Linked DNA regions of Gossypium arboreum: region 2 is linked to region 1. The links are chromatin contacts, called in public Hi-C maps. All regions are on one chromosome and are shown on one strand. The core of a region is the stretch at or near the end of the contact, and the rest is flanking DNA. Distances in the headings are between cores, read along the strand shown. Region 1 holds the start of LOC108458109. Region 2 has its middle 8.7 kb from the start of LOC128291907.

Region 1 (5,684 bases), core at 1,508-4,007:
GATAATGACCATTAGGTGCACTAAAGGTTGTTAAAGGCTTAGATTCTTCTGTTAGCATTATTTGCCAAAATCTTAATTTACAATCAAATTTACTAAAATATTTTGCTTGTTTAGCCTGATTTATTAAAGCATCTTTTCTTGGGATAAAATATACATAAAAAATAATATTTTGATTTAGTCTTTTATAATTAATTACCATCCTAGCTTTTCTCCATTGAAGGGAATTGTTATATTGCAACTAGGAATTCAAAGGACTCACCCGTTCACCTGCTGTTCTGTATAGGCAAAGAGTCAAATAAAACAAGCAAATTTTCTCTAACCCTAATTTTTTGAATATCATATTCTCATATTCATAACATGAATATATGTTATATACGGATTCTTAAAAAATTAGAGTTGGAACAATATAAGTTCACTAATAGCTTCATGAAGAAGAATGTACATTATCTGATAAACCAAAAATAACACAAGAAAGACAAGAAAAAGAAAGACTATACAATTTCACAAACCTTACTCTATAATAATCCGACGACACAACTTAGTTGCAATCTGTTCTCCAAGCCTCTCAAATGATGACCTAATAGCATACACCTGTCAGAATAAAACAATTTGTAAGGCAAACATTGCTGGAGAAAACACAAAGAAAATGATAAAAATGGAAAGAATAAACAAATAATATTACATATTATAAAGGAGGAGTGTTTTATGGATCTCTATGTTACAGTTCAAAAGGCAAATATAGATGGAGAAAGCAAAAAGAAAACAAGAAAAGCCTAATGCATTCAGCAACGTCTTGAGTGCAAGAAAAGCCTAATGCACCAAAATTTAAGAACTAATTAACTTGTAAAAAAATGTACCAGAAAAGCAGCTTCGCTAGGTAATCCCGGGAAGTGCCAACAGTGCCGGAAGTTTCATCGGCAACATCTTGATGATTATTTCCTTTGTTCACTATCCCTGAGTTCCTCTTAAGCTCATTCTTGAAGGGCCTTTGCAATATGTTTTGAACAAGCTGGTGGATTGTTTCCTCGACTTGTACTGATGATGGTTGGGATAACTCAGTGACCTGGCAACAAAAATTTTACGTAACGAGAAGATTTTTAGGTTCCATGTAGGATCAAACTAAGATAATTCATTTTCAGAACAAGATAATCTAATAAAAAACATGATTTTGGTCATTACCATGTCGGCATCCAAGGATCTTAAATACTCCAACAAATCATTCCTGTTTTCCTTTTCACATTCTATTTGCACATTCTCCTTCTCCACATTCAGTTCCTGAAACAAAATAAAACAATTAGCTTAGACAGAGGGAATATACGGAAAGCACATTATCTACAAACAGACATGTATGTATACTTAAATGCCAAACTATTGACAAGCACGACAGTGATCACCCTAAAATAACTGCTAGCCAATGTAAACTTTGGAAAACCGGTACAACAGTCATCAATATAAACATTCTTATTAGCACATAACAAGGAAAGAAAAGGGCAGTATAAAATCGATTGTAAAAACATGATTGTGGCTAGACTTGGCAATATCAAACAAAATACAAACACAAGGCAAAAGTAACCAACAACATAAACAAGAAATGGGACAAACATATGAATTGTTAGGTATAAATGTAGCTGTAGCCCTCTAAAAATCAGAGATACAGTCCGGATGAAGGAATTCAATCACTACTCAATGAAGAAACCAGAATCTAAATACCCAATAGTATTTTTAGAAGCAAAAAAAATCTACATTTAATTTTCTCAAAGATACCATTACCTAAGAATACTTCATATAATTATATCAAGCCTCATTTCACTGATATAAAATCTAAAATCCTTACCTCCACCACATCAGATAACTCCGCTTGCAGTTTTTCAATATACTTCAAAGCCTCTGGCGACAATTCCCCGGAAACCCAAGGCCTAATCTTCTCGAATTCTTGAAAGCCATCACTTTGACTCGCTCTCTCCTCCCTTTTCTCCGCAAACACCTCTCCCTGCCGCTGCCTAATAACTTCCTCTGTCTCCCCCGCCACCTCCTCGCCCGGCGCTGCTCTTTCCAGATTCCTCATCAGTGAAACCCTATACTCCGCGTTCCACAACGTATACCTAAAGAGAAAAAAAGGTTTTTCTTTTAAAAAAAATGCAATAAATTATGAAATATTACAGTTTTTATGAGGTCGAAAATAAAATAAGTTACCCAGTGATGATAGAAGAGAATAGAAGGCGATGAAGAGGAGGGGTGGAGACGGAAACCGAAACGGAGAAGTGATCAGATGGAAGAATCCCTAGCATAGTGGAGATAGTCCGCTTCATGGATTCCTTGGCGGAATCAGAAACCCCCTTGGAAACAACGGAATTGTCGAGAGGCTCGATGTTCTTCAACATATTAGCAATTACTAGCAATCCACGATCTAAATTCGATTTCTGCGTTGATACGAAGTAGTCATCGTCGCAGACTCCGCCACTGTTTAAGCAGCTGACAGTTAGGGCGGAAAATGCGCGGTTGTGACGGTTACGGAAGAAACGAGATAGAGAAGGTGTGAGAGGTTTTGCGGACAAGGTGGTGATGCGGGAGAAGACGACGGCTCGAGCGGTGGCTGTCGTCGATGCCATCTCAGAGTTGAGGCTTCAAGATTTTTTGTGTTTTCCGTTTCTTACCCGTAATTTCGGGCAGCTAACCTAATTTTTTATTCTTAAATTTATTTATTTTTTTAAAACTATTTTTGTTTGGCCCACGGGAAATCGGGAAGTTGACTGAATGAATGACACTTTAATTTGTTAAGGGTTTTCCTTTTTTTCGGAAAAAAGAAAACAATTTTAAAAATTTATGTCCCATACATTATCCAACTTATTTTTCAAAATTAGTCGTATATAAAATAACAAGTTTGATTTCGAACTTGAAAATTTTGATGTGGTTACGACATTAAAAGTGATCAATTATAAATTGCAATTTCGGGTAGGGACTCTATTGAAATTGGTTTAACAATTGAAGGATTAGGTGAAGAATTAGTCCTAGTTAATTAAGTCAAGTGAGGATATAAAAGGTGAGATATTCTAGGGATTTAAAGTGCAAAATTACCATTAAACTATTGGACTTGAGGAATGGCAATTAAACTGTATGGTTAACTAGTGATGATTTTTATTAACTTAGCCTATCTCTTGGATTAGAGGTTGGGAGAGGAAAGGGAAGTAAGGCAAAACTTTTTTCTATCTTTGTTTGGATGTAATTTGTAAGTTAGGCTAGAGAAAGTAAAAAGTTGAATATCATTATTTTGTCTAAAAAGTTAAAATTTTTATTAGCTCAATTTGGGGGAAAGTTAAGAAAAGAAAATGAAAACAAAATTTTAAGATGTAATTTCTTTTATAAATAATTTTATTAAAGAGTTATAATTGTAGAAAATTATTATAATTATATTTTTCTCCAGTTGATCCAAATAAAATTAAATTCAAATTATTTAACTTTCTTTTTCTTTACTAATTTTAACAATACAAACAAAATAATAGATATTTATTTATTTATTTTTGCTTTCCACCTTTTTTTTTCCTTTACCTTTCTTTTCATTTACTACTTTTAATCCAAACATAATGTAAATAGAGGCTTAAATACACCTTGTTTGCTAGGTGTGAAAGTAAGAACATTAAGTGGGGTTTAACATTAAGTGGGGTTTACCTTGTTGGGTGGTAATGAGATGGGAAGACGAATTTTCCGCTCTTGCATGCTATCATACGGTTGAATGAGTGGGAAAAAGGATATTGAGACATTTCGATACACTTTGGAAAAAATAGAGGAAAAAAAAGACAGCAAAGTTTGAGAGGGAACTTTACCAAAAATAATCGGCCAATACAAAAAGAATAAAGAGGAAGAACAAGTCACCAAACCGTGACTTCCCCATCACAATTCTAAGATTTTCTACTTTAAATTTGAGTATAACCATCATTTCCAAGTTCACCTAGTATCCTTACCTTTAACGAGGTGATTAGAAGTGAAAGACTGATGATAGTGAAACTAAGTTCTATTAGCTAAAGCATTAAGGAAGAGAGGTAAGGAAATTTGTTAAATAAGCATAAATTGTTACTAATGTAATACCATATGTTAGAAATGGTGATCAAGTGTGATTATGTGAGTGTATTGGTGAAAGGAAATTGAGGTTTGGTTAATAGTAGAGTTAGCCACGTGGGGAGGAGGGGTTAGGAGTGTTGGAAAATTGCAAAGCACGTAAAATTGTCATTGTTAAAATTTGGTAAATATGCTAGTTTGAGCAATTAGAGAATTGAAATTGAATTATTCTTTGGATATGTTTCTTTGAAGGTGAACAAGATAAAGAAGTTGTTGGCATTAGCAAAGGCAAGGAAAAGATAGTAGATTAAAGCTTGTGGTGTTCTTAATTGGTACGTGCTCACTAAATTCTAATTTTCTTATATGTATGTTTAACCATGTCAAAAATATGAGCTTAAGACTACAAATGTTATAACCAAGTTAATTATAAGAAATATGATATTGGCATCCAAGAACTAATAGTAATATTGTCTATAAAAGTAAGCATAAATGGTAAGTTTAATTAACATGGTAAATATGCTGCCTTGAACATAGGTAATTATGTTGTTAGTGAAAGTGATGAATGGTTTATAATGTGTATACTGAACTTATGAAATTGAACTGATAAATTAATAAAATGAATTGTTGCATAAAATGGAATAGTTTTCAAAACTATGAGGCATGAAATTATATTGAGACTTAAGAAATGGTTAGTTGTAATTTAAGTCGATTTATATTATATGCAACTCAAATGGAATCAAGGAATTATGATGCTTGAGCTATGTAATTGGCAGTTGTGTTACACTTACATATATGCAACTAATAATTTGAAATATCTTAGTAAACTAGCAAGAATAGATTTGGATATAATTGGCATGTCAAGGAAACCTTAATAGTATTGGCTATTATAGTGTACGATGTATTAGAGAGTACACGATTAATGTTTATATAATTCATTATTGCACTATGTGCATTTGGTGTGATAGAGGCTATTTGATATATATTATATATGCTATTGGTGTGATGGAGGGTTATATTTAAACACTATATGCTATCGGTGCGATGATTGGGGACTTAGGTGACAGTGGTGCGATAGATGAATTTTTCCATATATCTAAATTAGCATTCCTCCATCATGTATTACGAGTTGTGTAATAACTAGATTGATAACATATTACGCTAATAGTGTAACACCCCATACTCAATTTGATCGTCGGGTCCAAGCTACGAGATTCCACATTTGTTGTCGGTGCAACTACAAACAATTAGAATTCAATTTAACAATTCATACAAGCTATTAAAATCATTACGCATTCATGACATGTTGTACAATCATATCTAGGCTTTATATGAGCTTACAAAAACTCATTTGATAACCCGAGATCGAATAAGGACTAAAATGTAAAGATTTCAAAATATCGGGTTGACGTCGAAACTTCGGGGGTTCCAGGTTGTGATACAACTCACTGTCAATTTCTTGTCGTGACATCAAGGACTCGACGTTGAAACATGACTGGCTGTTTCACAAGAACCATATGGAATCAATTCAGGACACCTAAAACAAGTGAATAATTGCATTATTTTATCTATTCCAAAAGATATACCAATTCCAAGCATACTAAACAAACCATATACTTTATTTAAGTTTACAT
Region 2 (5,684 bases), core at 1,331-3,830, 46 kb after region 1:
CTAAACTAGCAGGCTCATTCTATCATAACTTGCGTGGAAATAAGATTTAAGTCAAAAGACTAAGGATATGAAATTAAGCTAAAAATTAACAAAATTTCAAGGGAAGAGCTCAAACCCAAAACCTCACACACACCAACCATTGAACCGAAATAAATTATTTATTATAATTTTCACAATCAAAACTAAAAATCCAGACGTAACCACTTTGGGTTTCACTAATCCAATTTCTTCTAACCCGATTTTTGGGATGTGACAGTTATACATATATAATACGCTAATTGACATCCACAACTCCTTAGTGGCAACACTACGCCAATCTATCACAACACATACAATACTCAGGCGAGCACATTCTGCCAACCTGTACACATCTCCCACAAACCTGCATGGTTATCAAGGACCCATCCTTGCGCCAGCCTTGGACCCATATATCAGAAATCATAATCACATGTCAGTCATATTTATTTTCATTTCATATCTTTGTTAAGTCGAACATGTGTTCTCTCACAAGGTTCGCCCGTGATCTACCAGTCCAGTTTGCAATATAATTGCTCTACCAGAGGCATCACATATAAATTTCCTTTCCACAATTTTTACATATCATAAATTTCTGGTACTGGGCTCGTGCAACAAGGAGGGTATTTTTACAATGGCCATACTCACACACACACATCCAAACATAACACATCGACTCATTTACCGTAAGAGCAATTTACCACACATAACCCACATATCATGGAAGTTCCATAACTTAAAGGAAGTAAGAAAGAACTCACTAGCAACTTTAGAATATAATCTACTCTACTGGTCCTTTGGTTCGATCCCTTAGACCTTCACTAGCTTTTTGAGCTAAATAAGAAACAATTATAACCATCAGATCGTTTATCTAATTTAATCATGTACATCTAATGCAAAACGTAAATCTCTTCGACAACAACCTAAGGGCTTTCCAGAATTTACTGGCAAGCTAGTACTTAACAAGGGTGTTTTGGCTAGCTATTGGAAACCTTCCTTGTCTTCTCTAATGAAGTTATCTTAAAACTTTCCAAAGACTTAGAAAAGAATGCAAAGAAAAACAAAAATGAAACATGCCAGCTATCAGCACCCTTATATAGCATAAACAATAGGGACAAAACTTAGTACGAGGGTAAGAAAATCCTACTATGGCCCTTGAAACCCAAGAATAGACTTGCCTAAACATCTACCAAACTTAACTACAACCACTAATCAATTTAGTGAGTAGCAAAACGTTGCTTGTACTCTAAAACAAGTCAACTAAACAAGTCACTCCACTACATAAACACATCACATTGTCATCTATAGTATTGTAGTTCAATTCCAACTAGGTCTCAACTAAACTCTAATGATACCAACCTAAATATTATTTTCACGCTAAAACACGAAAAATAAGTTTATCAATCAACGAACTAATGAGTTCGCCCCAAATATTTGGGGTTGGCGGATTGTCAGACAAAAGAGTCTACCAAACCCTAGAGTTCGCCAAATGGCAAATTCCACAATGTGTTCCGCAAAAGGGTGTGCTATCGAATCGCTGCAATACGCCACCCAAATTTATAACATATAGTTCACCATTCTCACCCTTTTTCTACCCTGACTTATTAAACTATATGCCAAACAACATATCGATACGGTCTACGTCGAGCGGGTTGTTACATCTGAAGTCAGTTTCTTTCATACCTTTGAATTAAAATCTAATTCTTTTTTTGGATCCTCTTCCTCAAGTGAATTGGGCGAGTCTAGTTTAATGAGTTGGTGAGTTGGGGTAAGTTGAGGCTAATTGGGGTGTTGATGATCATGTCATATTGAAGAGGGTAAGGAGTCAATGTTGTAGAGAAGGAAAAAAAGAGAAGAAAATGACTACTCTGGAAGAATTTGTTGGTGAATTTATTTTACATTTTAAAAATATTTATTTTAATTTATTTTGAATTTTTAGAATTATGATCAAATTGAGACTATTATAAATTTTGAGGACTAATTTTTTAAATTATGACTAAAACAATATAATATATAAATTTTGAGGATTAAATTTGTTATTATATCAATTATTTAACTGTCACATCACCCTCCAATTAGACATTTAACGAATATGGAAAAAAAAACAATTTCGATTAGTTGGGTGACCAATTTAAAAAAAAATCATAGTTGGGCAATAAAAAAAGAAACAGGTCCATAGTTGAGTGACCTATGGTGTAGTTTACCTAACTAATTTTTTTAGAATTAGAATCAAATTAATAAAATATATAGATATTAGAAAATTAAATTTATTATTATGGCAATACTTATGTTTAACTTCCATTATTGGTTAAAAATTAAAACAAATTTCAAATATATTAGTAACCCACTTCAAATTTTTTATAATTGACTATTGATGTAGTTATAAAGATAACTAGTCACCATCAACATCAAGAACCTCATACTAGGAAGGTTTACCAAGGAATCATTCCATCATATAAAAACAAAGAGCCAAAATAAGAAAAGAAACGGACGGAAGAAAATCGGTAATCTATGATAGGCCCATTGTTTTTCACAACTCAAATTTCTTATAAAATACAGGACAATAAACAAGTGGGGGGCGGTGCATGTGGCTTACATGGTTTCTCAGGCTCATCAAAGGTTCGGATTAGAGCCACAAAACCAAGTGATTTTACTAAAACTGCAACTTTGCCACAATAATATCTGCAATAAATTTAAAAGTTCTACTATTATGTCAACTATATATGTATGATCGTAAAGGCTTGAAAACGAACCTTGATTCAATCTCCGCTGCCCTGGAATTGGTTGACGTTAAACCAGATAAGGATTCTTTGTTTCAGCCAGGTTGGGACAAATTAAGAAACAATGACTTGCAATTGTGAACATTGGATTATGAGGATATGACCTTCAAAGAACTCTCCAAATACATGAAAAAAACTTGAAAAAAGAAAGTTGCATCCAACACTTACGCCTTAATCCAATTAGTAGAGAAAATCAATGTAGAAAACAAGGTGGCAAAATCAATATCACGACCTGTGTTATTTGGACTTGAATATATGTCACTATGCCAGCAGGGGCGAAGCTAGAATAATTTTTTAGGGGTCCGAATGTAATTTTAATTTTTTATAGTCTATATCTTTATATTTTTTATAGAACTAAATCAAATTTTTATAATTTTAAAGGATTTAAAATATAATTTTACTTTTATTAATTTAAATTTTAGAAAAAATTGAAAAGCCTAAATAACAATTTTTCATTTTAGGGGGCAGGCCTGCCAACCCTTCTAGATTCCCCTATGTATGTTAGTTATGAATATATAGTAGGAAGTTCATATCCAAGTGTATAATAGATAAATGGATAAATTAATTCTTTTGTTAAAATTTTTATTCGTTACTACTCTTAAAAATTGTCCCTGTACCTTTACAGTAATGTTACACCTGCCAGAAGCCAGCTTCTAAACCAGATCCAACTAATTCCCCTGGTGGTATTGATGGTGCTCATGAAACTAGTCACTCCTACGGGGAGAGCTTGGTCTTTCCTGGAGGTATCCCAGCCACCATTAGTGGTAGCGGTGAAGACCCAGATATTCCTATTGGAAGATCCACAGACCAAGCAGAGGCCAAGTTCATGGATGACTTATGTTCATTAAAAATATGAGTCTGCAGCCATTCATTCGGATTATTCCTTCCAGATTATCACTTGATCGTCGTAATAACAAGATGCAAGGACTGATCCGAACTTCAGATGTGCCAAACCTCCCAAACAGGTCCTTTATGGAAATACCAATGATCTTAATGGTAGTATCGGATGAAGCAGTAGCCAACAATGGCAACATCATGGACGGTATCCTCATGGCCAGTCTCAATATTTTGTGCAGGCATCTTTGGAACTCCAATATGCAGCTCCTTATATCTTCAAAATTCGACAATCAAAACAGACCATATTCAAACACCCAAATCTTTTACAGTAACTCTCAACCATTTTGTTTTGTATGCAACAACATATAACATTGTGAGCAGTTCTACCAAATTAGAAATTGATAAGACTCTGATTATTCTTTTGTTTCTTGCATTTAGTTTCAACATAACAGCGCATTTGGATGCAGAAACAACCAATATTTTTCAAGTATTTCAAGTTGAAGATGCAACAAATGATACTCATCTTTAAAGGAATTATATCATAATCCCCAAAAAGGGAGAAGAAATAAATTTTCTAAAATTTGGCAGGGGACAGTACAAAAATCACACAAAATCAATCCGAGAAATCATCTTTCAAAAACAACCCAATTAATTTTACGGCATAAAGGATTCAAATCAAAACATCCCAGAATCCAAAAATCGAAAATGGGTTCATTTCATCAAGATCTGCAGTCTAGAAACCATGAATCTAAATCAAACTTGAATTATCATAAACAAAACAGATCAAAAGATCATACAACACATTTGAGAAACAATAAAAAATATCTTTACTACCTTCTAGAATTCTTTAGTTAGTCTACGCCATGACAATTGGTATTATCTTGAGTGTTTAGCTTGACTTGAGCAATTTGAAAGCTTATTCTCCTCCTAAGGTCGTGAGGTTTGTTTGGTTAAAAGTCTAAGTTATGACAATTGGCATCAAACCTCGTGTTTTGATTGACATATAGAGTTTGAAATGGTGTTTTAAGTAGAAAGTTAAGATACCTCACCAAAAATTCGTGTGAGGGCTAAGAAAATTAGTCATTCGATGGATATTGTTTTAGAAATGGAAAATAGAGCGATCAAACTTAACGAAACTGAAGGAATTAAAAGAGAACCAGATTTATGAAGAATGTCGACAACTTCTTATGATGGGTGGAGCAATATTTTTGAATTGCTAGCATTGAAGGTGATATGCCAAGGTAAAATATCTGTGCTGTATGACCATTACCGTTATAATTGTGACACACAATTGTAGACGTATCCAAAGGCGTATATTGAGACTATGAACCATTAGACGGTTGATACCCACGATTTTAAGAAGGGAAAGAGGACTGATAATTACTTCGACCACGACACATCCTACTCTCCCACTCCCACTCCCACTCCCACTCCCACTCCCACTCCCATGCCCATCGCTTGACTGATTGAAGGACAATTATGAGAATGGGGGCATACGGTGGTATGATGGTTGTCTCTTCCGCACGTTTCAAACACCTTTGTTCTATCAATACCATACTATAAAGATAACCATAAAAATAGAGGTAACTTTGACCATTAATTGATTAAGTGAAATTGGAAAAGCAGCACTGAAGTAGTCGCAACAATCGTGGAAGGATGATTGTTAACAGTTTGGCTATTAGTTGGGTTTTCGGTGGAAAACATGGCACCTTAATTTTTTTTCTTGATCAGGCTATGAATATCATGAAAGAATTGAAGGGTCAATTTATTTCTATCAAAACTAAAGATGTCTTTGAAAGCTAAAGATAGTATAGCTAAGGATAATTAGCATAGTTAATTCTTAATAGCAGGCTTAAATGTAAAATTAGTTTTTAAACTATACCACTTTCTCACTTAGATACTTACAAGTTTTTATTTTGCCAAAAGTGTTACTTAAACTATCAATTTTATCTCATTATACCCAAAAAAGTGAACAAAGTCTAATAAGAACATGATGTGTGGCACACGTCATGTTCTTATTAGTTGGTATTGTATTTTGGGGCAAAATGAGAT

What was found. Hi-C and Micro-C count contacts between places; a contact is called where the count stands out from the background.
Region 2: a contact with region 1 is called in a Hi-C map of leaf, with 2.2 times the contacts expected there. The contact joins the enhancer-like site here to the promoter of LOC108458109 in region 1. A contact is called at or near these places in 2 of 5 Hi-C or Micro-C datasets (both in leaf).

Annotation. Positions count from the first base shown.
Region 1 is chr4:10,982,365-10,988,048 of ASM2569848v2, forward strand. It overlaps LOC108458109, which reads right to left and starts at 2,758. Exons shown (of 5, transcript XM_017757373.2): 1 at 2,194-2,758; 2 at 1,835-2,102; 3 at 1,180-1,275; 4 at 858-1,063; 5 at 310-591. The coding sequence starts at 2,609. The coding sequence ends at 516.
Region 2 is chr4:11,028,406-11,034,089 of ASM2569848v2, forward strand. It overlaps the pseudogene LOC128291560. Among protein-coding and RNA genes, the nearest start is that of LOC128291907, 8.7 kb to the right of the region's middle. Within about 2 kb of position 2,581, at least 2 of the 2 cell types and tissues checked have an H3K27ac peak or open chromatin away from gene starts, as enhancers often do. A contact at or near this core is called in leaf, where this site is marked.